Linked DNA regions of Sus scrofa: all the other regions are linked to region 3. Evidence: chromatin contacts called from public Hi-C data. All regions are on one chromosome and are shown on one strand. The core of a region is the stretch at or near the end of the contact, and the rest is flanking DNA. Distances in the headings are between cores, read along the strand shown. Region 1 has its middle 120 kb from the start of NDFIP2. Region 2 holds the start of RBM26 (RNA-binding protein 26). Region 3 has its middle 15 kb from the start of SPRY2.

What was found. Hi-C and Micro-C count contacts between places; a contact is called where the count stands out from the background.
Region 1: a contact with region 3 is called in a Hi-C map of embryonic fibroblasts, with 2.7 times the contacts expected there. The contact joins two enhancer-like sites. A contact is called at or near these places in 2 of 5 promoter capture datasets (fetal skeletal muscle and liver) and 1 of 47 Hi-C or Micro-C datasets (embryonic fibroblasts).
Region 2: a contact with region 3 is called in a Hi-C map of epiblast stem cells, with 1.8 times the contacts expected there. The contact joins the promoter of RBM26 here to the enhancer-like site in region 3. A contact is called at or near these places in 2 of 5 promoter capture datasets (fetal liver and liver) and 4 of 47 Hi-C or Micro-C datasets (embryonic fibroblasts, epiblast stem cells, fetal skeletal muscle and 1 more).

What each region holds. Positions count from the first base shown.
Region 1 is chr11:51,613,461-51,617,013 of Sscrofa11.1, forward strand. No RefSeq gene overlaps it. Among named protein-coding and RNA genes, the nearest start is that of NDFIP2, 120 kb to the left of the region's middle. Within about 2 kb of position 2,106, at least 4 of the 83 cell types and tissues checked have an H3K27ac peak or open chromatin away from gene starts, as enhancers often do. A contact at or near this core is called in embryonic fibroblasts, where this site is marked.
Region 2 is chr11:51,420,467-51,423,810 of Sscrofa11.1, forward strand. RBM26 (RNA-binding protein 26) reads right to left here and starts at 1,278. Exons shown (of 22, transcript XM_013980610.2): 1 at 1-1,278.
Region 3 is chr11:52,172,190-52,175,478 of Sscrofa11.1, forward strand. No RefSeq gene overlaps it. Among named protein-coding and RNA genes, the nearest start is that of SPRY2, 15 kb to the left of the region's middle. Within about 2 kb of position 1,517, at least 67 of the 83 cell types and tissues checked have an H3K27ac peak or open chromatin away from gene starts, as enhancers often do. A contact at or near this core is called in embryonic fibroblasts, epiblast stem cells, fetal liver and 3 more, where this site is marked.

The DNA.
Region 1 (3,553 bases), core at 856-3,355, 560 kb before region 3:
CACAAAACAGGAGAACCACTCCTGCCCCGTGATCACTGACTCAGAGGTCCCAGTGGCTCCTGTTGGTTTCTTGCCTTGGCTGCAAGCCTCCCCACCTCGGGGGCCCTTATGGATGCCTTTCCATCTAGATGTTTTATTCCCTGCGCTGAGATTTCCTACATTTATCTGATTGCACTGCTGCCACCCACCTGGGCTCTGGCTTCCTGACTCATCTTCCCGCACTGGCTCTGTCCCCAGTTCCCCACCCCCACCTCCGTGAGCACATCTGTGCTCTGTCTTCCCACACCTGCCTCACTCGTCCTGGTGAACGTGATCCGGGACATCATGCCAAGAGGATGATGGTTTTCCAAGTGCAATGTCATGAGAAAGTGGGCAGGCTAGAGACAGGCCTCAGCTCAAATCCAGCTCTCCTGTTTAGCAAGTGACCCAAAACAAGGGACTTAAACTTTCTGAGTCTCCGTTTCATTATATATATGTTGCTCGAAATTAGACATCAAGAAGCTTTGCAAGAGGTCTAAATGGGATGCTGTGTATCAAGCACCTGGCATCCAGTAGGCACTCTGGTGGGTCTCTCCTCCTTTGACGGCTTCACTGTCATTTGATAGTGACAGTCACCATGGAGAGAAAGTAGGGTAGGAATAGAATTCCTGTCTTGCAGACATAAAAACTAAGCCTCAAGAGTGTTGTGAGTTACTCACATCAAGCAGCTATTGGTCAGAGGAGGAGCCAGTAGGGAAAGCCAAGCTTTCTAACTTCTATTCAGTGCCTTTTTTTTTTTAAATGATGCAGCTGTTACCTAAAAACTAAAATGAAACAACATAAAACTGCAAATAATAATCCTACCACTACACACACACACACATACACACACACACAATTTTTTTGTTTTTTGTCTTTTGAGGGCCACACCTGCAGCATATATGGAGGTTCCAGGCTAGGGGTCTAGTCGGAGCCATATGCTGCCAGTCTACGCCACAGCCACAGCAATGCCAGATCTGAGCCGCATCTGCAACCTACAACACAGCTCACCGCAACACTGGATCCTTAAACCACTGATCAAGGCCAGGGATCGAACCCACAACCTCGTGGTTCCTAGTCAGATTCGTTTCCGCTGCGCCACGACAGGAACTCTGTACCACTATTATATTTTTAAGAACATTGATAAAAATGGCTAAATAGCTTGTAATCCTTCTTTGCTCAGTTCTTCCTGTCAAATTTTTCCTTGTTAATCTGTACTGAACTTATATAAATGCTGGGTAGGAAGGAATAACAACCATTTTGCAATAACTAGAATGTATTTAGTTTCCACCATGCAGCAGTTCTGAAAGTGTTTTATTTATTTTGCTGTGCCTGTGTTATGCAGAAGTTCCGGGGCCAGAGATCACACCTGTGCCACAAGCCACAGCAGTGATAGCACTGAATCCTTAACCTGATGCACCACCAGGGAACTCCTGAAAGAATTTTTTTTTTTTAACTTTTAGGGCTGCATCCGTGACACATGGAGGTTCCCAGATTAGGGGTCGAATTGGAGCTGTAGCAGCCGGTCTACACCACAGCCACAGCAATGCCAGATCCAAGCCTCGTCTGCAACCTGCACCACAGCTCATAGCAACTCTGGATCCTTAACCCACTGAGCAAGGCCAGGGATTGAACCCGAGTCCTCATGGATACTAGTCAGGTTCATTAACTGCTGACCCATGAAGGGAACTCCCTCCTGAAAGAATTTTAAGAGTTTACTCGTTTATACCCCTCACCCATATTTTAGGATAAAAGAACTGAAATAGAACACCCATGAGCCCATGTTTACAGAGCTAGCAAGTGGTTGATTGTACATTTGACCAAAGTCTGCCTGGCACCAGAGCCTAAAATTGCTTATTTTCTTAATTGCCTCTTTAAGTGTTTAGTATACTTTTAATTTATTGCTTTCTGTCTTAGCATTTTATATTTAAGTTAAATGTCTGCTTATACCAGCTTGGACTGAAGAGGGCAGAGCCAGCACAAAGTGAAAAGGAAACTTTGGATTTCCAACTTACTGTCAATAGGAATAAGCTTAGAATTCTACTCTGCTGCAACCCCAGGCTATTTTTATGGAAAAGGAAGGATGACTCAGAGGGCAGGACCAAGAGCACAGAGCCAGGAGTTATAGAGAATTATTCACAGGGAGTAGGACTAGACTGGGCTATAATTGAGAAAGTGGTCCTAGCCCATGCTTGGACCATGGTGGCAGGCAGAAACAGGAAGGATGGAAGGGAATTGGAAAGGAAACAAGAAAAATATCACTTGTTTCATATGATTATTTACACATAAAATTCAAAATATATCAGTGTTAGGTTTCAGAGATTAGGATAAATTTCTCAAGGCCTTCCTGTAAAACATTCAAATAACTTTCAAAGCCAAGACAGTTAGGGATCAGACTTTTGAAAATTCACTCACAAAGCAAAGGCAGCAAGAGAGCACATTTAAAAAGAAAATCTGGAGTTCCCATTGTGGCTCGGCAGGTTAAGGATCCAGCATTGCCACAAGCTGTGTTGTAGGTCACAGTCATGGCTCAGATCTGGTGTTGCCATGGCTGTGGTGTAGGCCTGCAGCTGCAGCTCCAATTCAACCACTCACCCGGGAACTTCCATATGGCGCGGGTATGGCTGTCAAAAAGGGAAAAAAAAGTGGATAACCAAGGGTTTCTCATACAACCAAGGTGTCTGTTAAATATTAAGTTACAGAAAAACAATTCTCAACATAGAACTTGGAATTCCGTACTCACCTCCCTTTATCCAACTTTGTGGTGACTGGTAAAATTTCAGCAAATGGCCTGAAGGTGAGCATTTAAAAATATATAAAGCTGCAACTCCTACTATATAAGAGTAGGACTGAGGGTAGAAAATGAATTTACAAATGTCATACTGTAACACAAGTAGAAATAGTGCAACTAAAGGTTGGGAGTTAAAGGGAGAAGGAGAAAATAGAAAAAGTTGGTTGCTGTATAAGCAATAAATGGACATTAAAAGAAAAACTAGATGGTAAAAAGCTAAATGAGAAAACAAGACACTAAAGGCATTAAACAAGATATATGGGAGTTCCCACTGTGGCACAGTGGAAATGAATCTCACTAGTATTCATGAAGATGCAGGTTTGATCCTTGGTCCTCACTCAGTGGGTCAGAGATCTGGTGTTGCTGTGGCTGTGGCCAGCAACTGTAGCTCCAATTCGACCCCTAGCCTGGGGACTTCCATATGCTGCAGGTGTGGTCCTAAACAGCAAAAAATAAATAAGATATATGTATGAAGGTAACCACTAGGGAAAAATAGGTAGATGGAAAATGGGTGGAGAAGGGACAGATGGGAATGGGATTGTGTGGATAGGGAAGCGTTATACTCTTCTCTGAGGCTAAAATTTCAATATCTTTGACTCTAAGAACCACAGTAATGGTTCATGTACAAAAAGTCAACCAGGATGTAGTGGTCCCCAAATGGAATGTAGATAGTGACAAACGAACCTGATTATATTATGAATAACATAACCTCACTGAAGGGAATGGAAGTGCTAAGAACTAATT
Region 2 (3,344 bases), core at 28-2,527, 750 kb before region 3:
CCCGGCTCCCAGCACCCCCAAGAAGATGGCTGCCGATAAGTCTCGCGAGAACTAATGAAGTCTCGCGGTGGTTCCCGGAGCCTGCTGGGAAGAGACGTAAGATTCGCAGAGAGCGTGCTGGGCAAGTGCGGTAGTTCGAGTTTTGCGTAATTGCGTGGCTTGAGGGTTTTCATTCCTTGCTCCTCTTAAGGAAAAAAGACTTTGGAGTTTTGTTTTGTTTTGTTTTGTTTTTACAAGGAAGGAAAGGCTGCTGACGTCAGAAGCAGCGGGAACCCCAGCTTGTCCTCAGTAACAGACTGCCTGGCTCGTCAGCTGGAAGGAACGTGTGGATGGGAGGGCTCCCTTGAGAGCGTCCACAAGGATATGCCGGGACGGCGACCACCGGGGGGTTACAGGTGTGCTGCGCTGTGATGTGGACAAGATTGGGAAGAACGAGCTGGTCTAATCTAACGCACTGAGATCTTCAGAGGATTAGTGTCTTGTCCAGAATTGCTCTACTTATGGGCAGAGCACTAATGATCCAGGGATTCCCCTAGCCCTTGACAGTTTCTCAAGTAGTTTCCAACCATCTGAAACTTTCAGACTTTTCCCCAGCTAGAAATAAGAGAAGTGTCTATGTTTTCAGTTCTCTCCAATTTAAAGTCAATTCAGCTCTATCGATAGGGAAAGTACGTAGTATCAAGAGAGAGCCTTCATATCAGCATCCTAAATCCATTAACTTCCTTTCTCCTGGCTGGCCAAATAAGTTTAATTCCTGCCTCAGTTGTTCTGTTTGCTGTTATTAACTGCCTAGTACCATTAAGGTACTAGGTAGAATTTTGCAAAAGGTCTAGCGCCCATAAACTATAATGAAATGAAAATAATTCACATTATAAAGACACTTAAAAGTAAGCAGACCAATAAAAAGCTCCTTATGGCAAGCATAGTGGTAGACTAAATTGTCATTAAGATCTCTGAGTTTACAATTTGCTAGAGTGACGTGTCCTTAAGTGGAAAAGATTTGGTCAAATAAGAAAAGCTGGACATTTGTTATAAAATATAGCATATAAAGTAGTATGCAAATTAGAAAACAGCTACTGAATAACCAGGGTGTTTATTAAAGTGATTTAGCTAAATGAAATAAGCTGGACACAGAAAGGCAACTAGTCTGTGTTTCTACTTACGTGAGTTACCTAGAGTTGCCCTACCACTAGAGAAAGAAAAATAGAATGTTAGTTGCCATGGTCAAGAGCGTAGGGCAGAATGAGGAGGTATTTTTTAATGAGTAAAGAATCCCAGTTTAGTTTGTTTGTTTTGTCTTTTTGCCATTTCTTGGGCCGCTCCTGTGGCATATGGAGGTTCCCAGGCTAGGGGTCGAATCAGAGCTGTAGCCACCTGCCTACCCCTGAGCCACAGCAACGCGGGTTCTGGGCCGCGTCTGCAGCCTACACCACAGCTCACAGCAACGCCAGATCCTTAACCCACTGAGCAAGGCCAGAGATCGAACCGGCAACCTCATGGTTCCTAGTCGGATTCACTAATCACTGAGCCACGATGGAGCTCCAAGAATCCCACTTTAGGAAGATGAAAAAGTTCTAGAGGTAGGCAGTGTTAATGGTTGTGCAACAATGTGAGTGTTGTGTACTGTACACTTTAAATGGATAAAGTGGTTCTTTTTTTTGTATTTTGCCACAATAAAAAATGATTTATAAATTTAATATTGCTGGGGAAAATGTAAAATCCTAATTGTTTACCCTGTTTAATAGCCTCGCCACAGGCTGACTCCATCAGTGTTTTCAGCCTCATCACCAACTATTGGTTAGGTCTGGCTCTCCACTCAAGCTAGTCATTGCTCTTGTATCAAATGCTATATACTCCCTATAAACTGATTGGCTCTCAACACCCCATTTATTCACATCATTTCCATAGGGAATACTTCCACTTCTTTAACTACTCAAGCCTTGCCTATCCTTTTCTCTCAGTACCACTGCTACTTTTGAAGCCACCTTCCCCACCCCAAAGATAGTAACAGCCTTTCAGTTTCTCTACCTTTTAGCTGCCCCCATATCAGCTCATCTTCAATTGCCTTTATCATCATTGCCTTTAATAACAATCATTGTAAAACTTGGATCTCATGATCATGTCACCTCCGTGTTTAAAATCTTTAACTTCCACATTGGCTTCAGAATAAACATCTAAATTCTTTAACACCTATAAAATGCCTGTTTATAATCAAACCCTTCCTATTTGCCTTAGAACCTTCTTTCACTGCCTTTCAGCCTTTGCTTCAGCCATCCTGAACTATTTCATGTCCTTTGAAAAAGATGTGTTCTCTCACTAAAGTGAGCCATTGCAAAATGTTTCCCTCCCTTGCACTTGATGAAACCCTACTCATCCATCAAAATTCAGTGCAGGGGAGTTCCCGTCGTGGCGCAGTGGTTAACGAATCCGACTAGGAACCATGAGGTTGCGGGTTCGATCCCTGGCCTTGCTCAGTGGGTTAACGATCCGGCGTTGCCGTGAGCTGTGGTGTAGGTTGCAGACGCGGCTCGGATCCCGCGTTGCTGTGGCTCTGGCGTAGGCCGGTGGCTACAGCTCCGATTCGACCCCTAGCCTGGGAAGCTCCATATGCCGCGGGAGCGCCCAAGAAATAGCAACAACAACAACAACAACAAAAAGACCAAAGACAAAAAAAAAAAAAAAAATTCAGTGCAGGTAGCATCACCTTTAGAAGTCCATCCTTAACCTCCCTGCTCTAAAGCAAGAGTCCTCCTGAGGTTTTATCACATCAGTCTGTGCATGCATCTATTATAACACTTGTTGCTTTATTTTTCCAATTATCTGCTTATCTGTTCATTAGTTGATAGACCTGGTTTTAAATCTCCAGCTCCATGCACAGTCCTGGATTATACAGTCAGTTTTCAATTCTCAAGTTTTTGTAAGATCAAATGAAGCCCTACCACTTTCTTAAAATCTTTCCTGAACTATGCAGCTGATAGCAATCTCTTCCTCCTCTAAATCCTAAGTTACTGTGCTTGTTATCACTCCACGACTAGTCATCAGTGCTTCCTAGCATCCTTTTCTTTCTTAGTTGTTAATGTTTATCCCTCATCGCTTCAGTGCTTCATATTCTTTGACTTTGTCTTCAAAGGTGATGCTTAGTGTGATAAGCAGTGCGGCTGAAAAAAGACAAAAACAACAACAACAACAAAAAAAAAAAAAAAAAAAAAAAAAAAAACTAGAGACTACTTTCTCTGTTCAGTAACATTTCAGAATGGCCAGTATTAGGTTACCTGCTTAACATTTTGCAACAAACCATGCTCTTTCAGAGCCCTATGACTTTGTTAGTGCTGTTCCTTTTGCCC
Region 3 (3,289 bases), core at 267-2,766:
AAGGCCAAAATAATGATGATGATGATGATAAAATCCCCCTGAGGTCTACGTTCAGGTTAGTTTTGGAAATGCTCCAAGAGTGTGTTCATTCTCCTTTGCCTTTGTTGGGGACTCAGGTGGAAACAGATGGGAAGTACTGGAGAGTCTCCGCACCTCAGTTTTCCCATTGGTCAGAAGAGGATGGTTGTCAGAGTGATATGAGATAATGGATTTTAATGACACAATGATGGTAGTTAGTGCCTCAATTTTAAGGAATGTTTGTTGAATCAGTTTGTGACTTAGGACTTAGAGCTAAGTAGACCCCTGGCCCAGAATCTGAACTTCGACCTTGGACCTCAGTATCTCTAAGTGCTTCCTAAGGCCACGAGGGCTAGTAGACTCAACAGAGATAGAACTAGAATCCTACTGCCTGCTAATTTATTTTTGCTGAATTCTTCCGAAATTAGTATGTGTTAACTTTTACTTGACATGCTTTAGCAAAAAGACATAGTAAACATTTTCTAATAATGATTGAAACATTCTTCATGTATGGAGTTACATTGTTTTTTTTTAAAGCAGCTTGTATCATTCTGTATTATATTAAAATGTGCAACATTGTTATTCTGGATTATTTTCTATACTCTAATGTATAAAATTGTGCCTTAAGAAATTCAATGTGATACTTTTAATTTCTTAATTTAAAAAACCAGACTACAATTGTATTGTTTTAACAAGAGAATAAACATTTGTAATACTTATCTATATAGTTAAATTAGGCCAGAAATTGACATTTGTGCAATTTCTCCCCCTTGGAAGCAGCAGGTATATAAAATTATTATACATTGTGTTTACGCTGCATATACATAAAATTGACGAGAGACCTGAAAGTAAAGCAAGCTCTTTGGAACCTAGACTGGATTGCCAAGCTGAGTACCCCTGCAAAACAAACTCTCTTTGTCTGAACCTGTGAAAGGTACCAAAAGAGAGTGAGAACCAGTTTTACTTTTTTTTTTTAACTTTTTTTCTGTTTTTGTAGGAGAACCAGCAGTGGAAGAAAAGATCACTTCCTCTGTCGACCCTTTATGGGTTTCGGATTCTGTAAACTCTGCCATGTAACTTGATCCCAACGCTAATGAAATCCTGTTAGACTCTCCCTGCCCTCCTTCCCGCTTCCATCTTTCGGAGGGTCTCACCTTTTAAAACCTCGCTTTGGATTTGCAGACCTGTGTAATCCTCCTGCCATTGTTTGGCTTTTTACCCGGGCACTTTTCACCTACATCCTCTCTGCCCTCATTTGGCAGTCGGTTGGGCTTCTTCCTGCCTTGAATACCGCATTCCCGAGTTATTCAAGCTCAGTCATTAGCACCCTGTCCCCCTACGAAAATTATGAATGAAAAGCCTTGTTGTTCTTTACAAATAACTCAGGCTTCCTCAGTCAGTCAAATGCGAATGGAAGTGACTGCCGGACAAAGGGGCGGGATGATGGACAGTCCTCACAGCGAGTCATCAATGCGCACAGGAAGTTTTTCAAGCCACAGTCTAGGTGGAGAGGGCTGGGCGTTCCCGGAGGACGTGCCTACAGAAGGGGCGGCGGGGGGTGGGGTGCGTGCTCTTTGTGTGCGTTGGGATCTTACCGAAAAAACAAACGCGAGCACCAGAGAGAGCAATGCAGGCAGCCCCTCTTGCCCACGCCAGAACTTAAAACTCCGTCCGTGGAGACATCCACCTTGCAGGCACTCTGGTTGGCGCTGACACACACAGACAAAAGCGAAGGCACCGACCCTTTACTGGGTTTTGAATGCTGAACGGGGCCAAGAGTGGGTTACGGACTGGGAGCTGCAGGGCGTCCCGCTGGGAAGTTGCATTGTCCTGGGCCCCTTTTTCACAACAGGGGAAAAGGTAATTGACAGCCCGATTGTTTGGTCGGGACCCCTGCTGTTTTAAAATCCTGGAAGGCCCCAGTCACACGTTGTCAATAATAGCCGTTGGAGGTGCGGAGTGAAGGACTGTTCAGGAAACAGTTTGAGCCCTTCAAGTGGACAGGCCTCAGTGACTTTTCTTGCACTCTGGCTGCCACAAGCAGCTCATTCAAAAATAACCTTCAAGTAATAAATCAAACTTGTTTCCTGAACTATACAAGGAACAGCTGGTTATTTTTCCTCACTTTTTTTTTTTTTTTTTTCAAAGAAAGGGGGAAAAAAAAGAGAGGAGATTTTTTACTACAGGAAATCAAGCATGTCAAAATTTGGCAAAGCAATTTGGATGATTTAGCAGCTAAACACTTCTCTTTTTAATGTTATGCTTTCATCGGTCTTTTGATTTCAGCTTTTCATTTTTGCATTCTGTTTGCTGCAGTGACTGTCCCTTGTCTGTGCTCTCCTCCCCTTTGAAAGGAAAACGGGTTTAGTGGCGTGTCATTAGAAGAGCTTTGGTGTAATTTCTCATGTCTTGGTGCAGGGGCTCAGCTTATTACACAGCTAAAGTGTGTTCTCTTCCACAGAGAGAGTTTAGATTTAGACCTATAGCTCCATGTATCTGCTCCTCGTGAGAGCTATATATTTTGGCATTCTGATGACAAGGCAGTTTTTCTTCAGTCTGCTGATTTAGGAACCCCAAGCTAGTGCATGTGTCATAACTGAAGTAGTCTGGTATTTTAAAGAAGTTTATTTTGGGCTTTTGGGTTTTTTTTTAAATGCCTTTTTTTGCGCCTGTCTTTGTGTTCTCTTTGTGTGTGTCTTTTCCTCCTTGAATATTCTGGAAAAATCTGCCAACCTCTGATTGACCTTACCAATAATTAAAAATATAAGTATAAATAAATAACACAAAACAATTCCCTTCTATGATGATGGCTGTTGATTTTTATAGATGCTTGGTATTTCAAACAGAAATCCATTCTAAATGAAAATTGTTTTGCGATCTCTCAGTGTGTACCTTAGAGATTAGCTTTTCACAACTTGTGGACACTTAGAATTTTAAAAAATCTGTATTTGAAGGTCTGTCAGATTTTAATGAAGGTCTCTTTCAATCAATTTAAGTATAATTAAACAGTAATGTTAAGATTAGATATTAAGATTAGGTAAAACATCTTTTTTGTTACAGGATATTTTGACGACTCTATAGTCAATGAAAAAAGATGTTGATTATAATTTAGCATTATATGAGAAGTTATAAATTATGCTTTGGGATTTTAGTTGTATATGTACAATAAATTTATTTTTCTCCTTTATTTTGTTGACAAGATTATTCATTTGTAATAAAGCACTTGTAATGAAAGGTATGTTTATAGGAGGATAATAATGAAATTTAATTT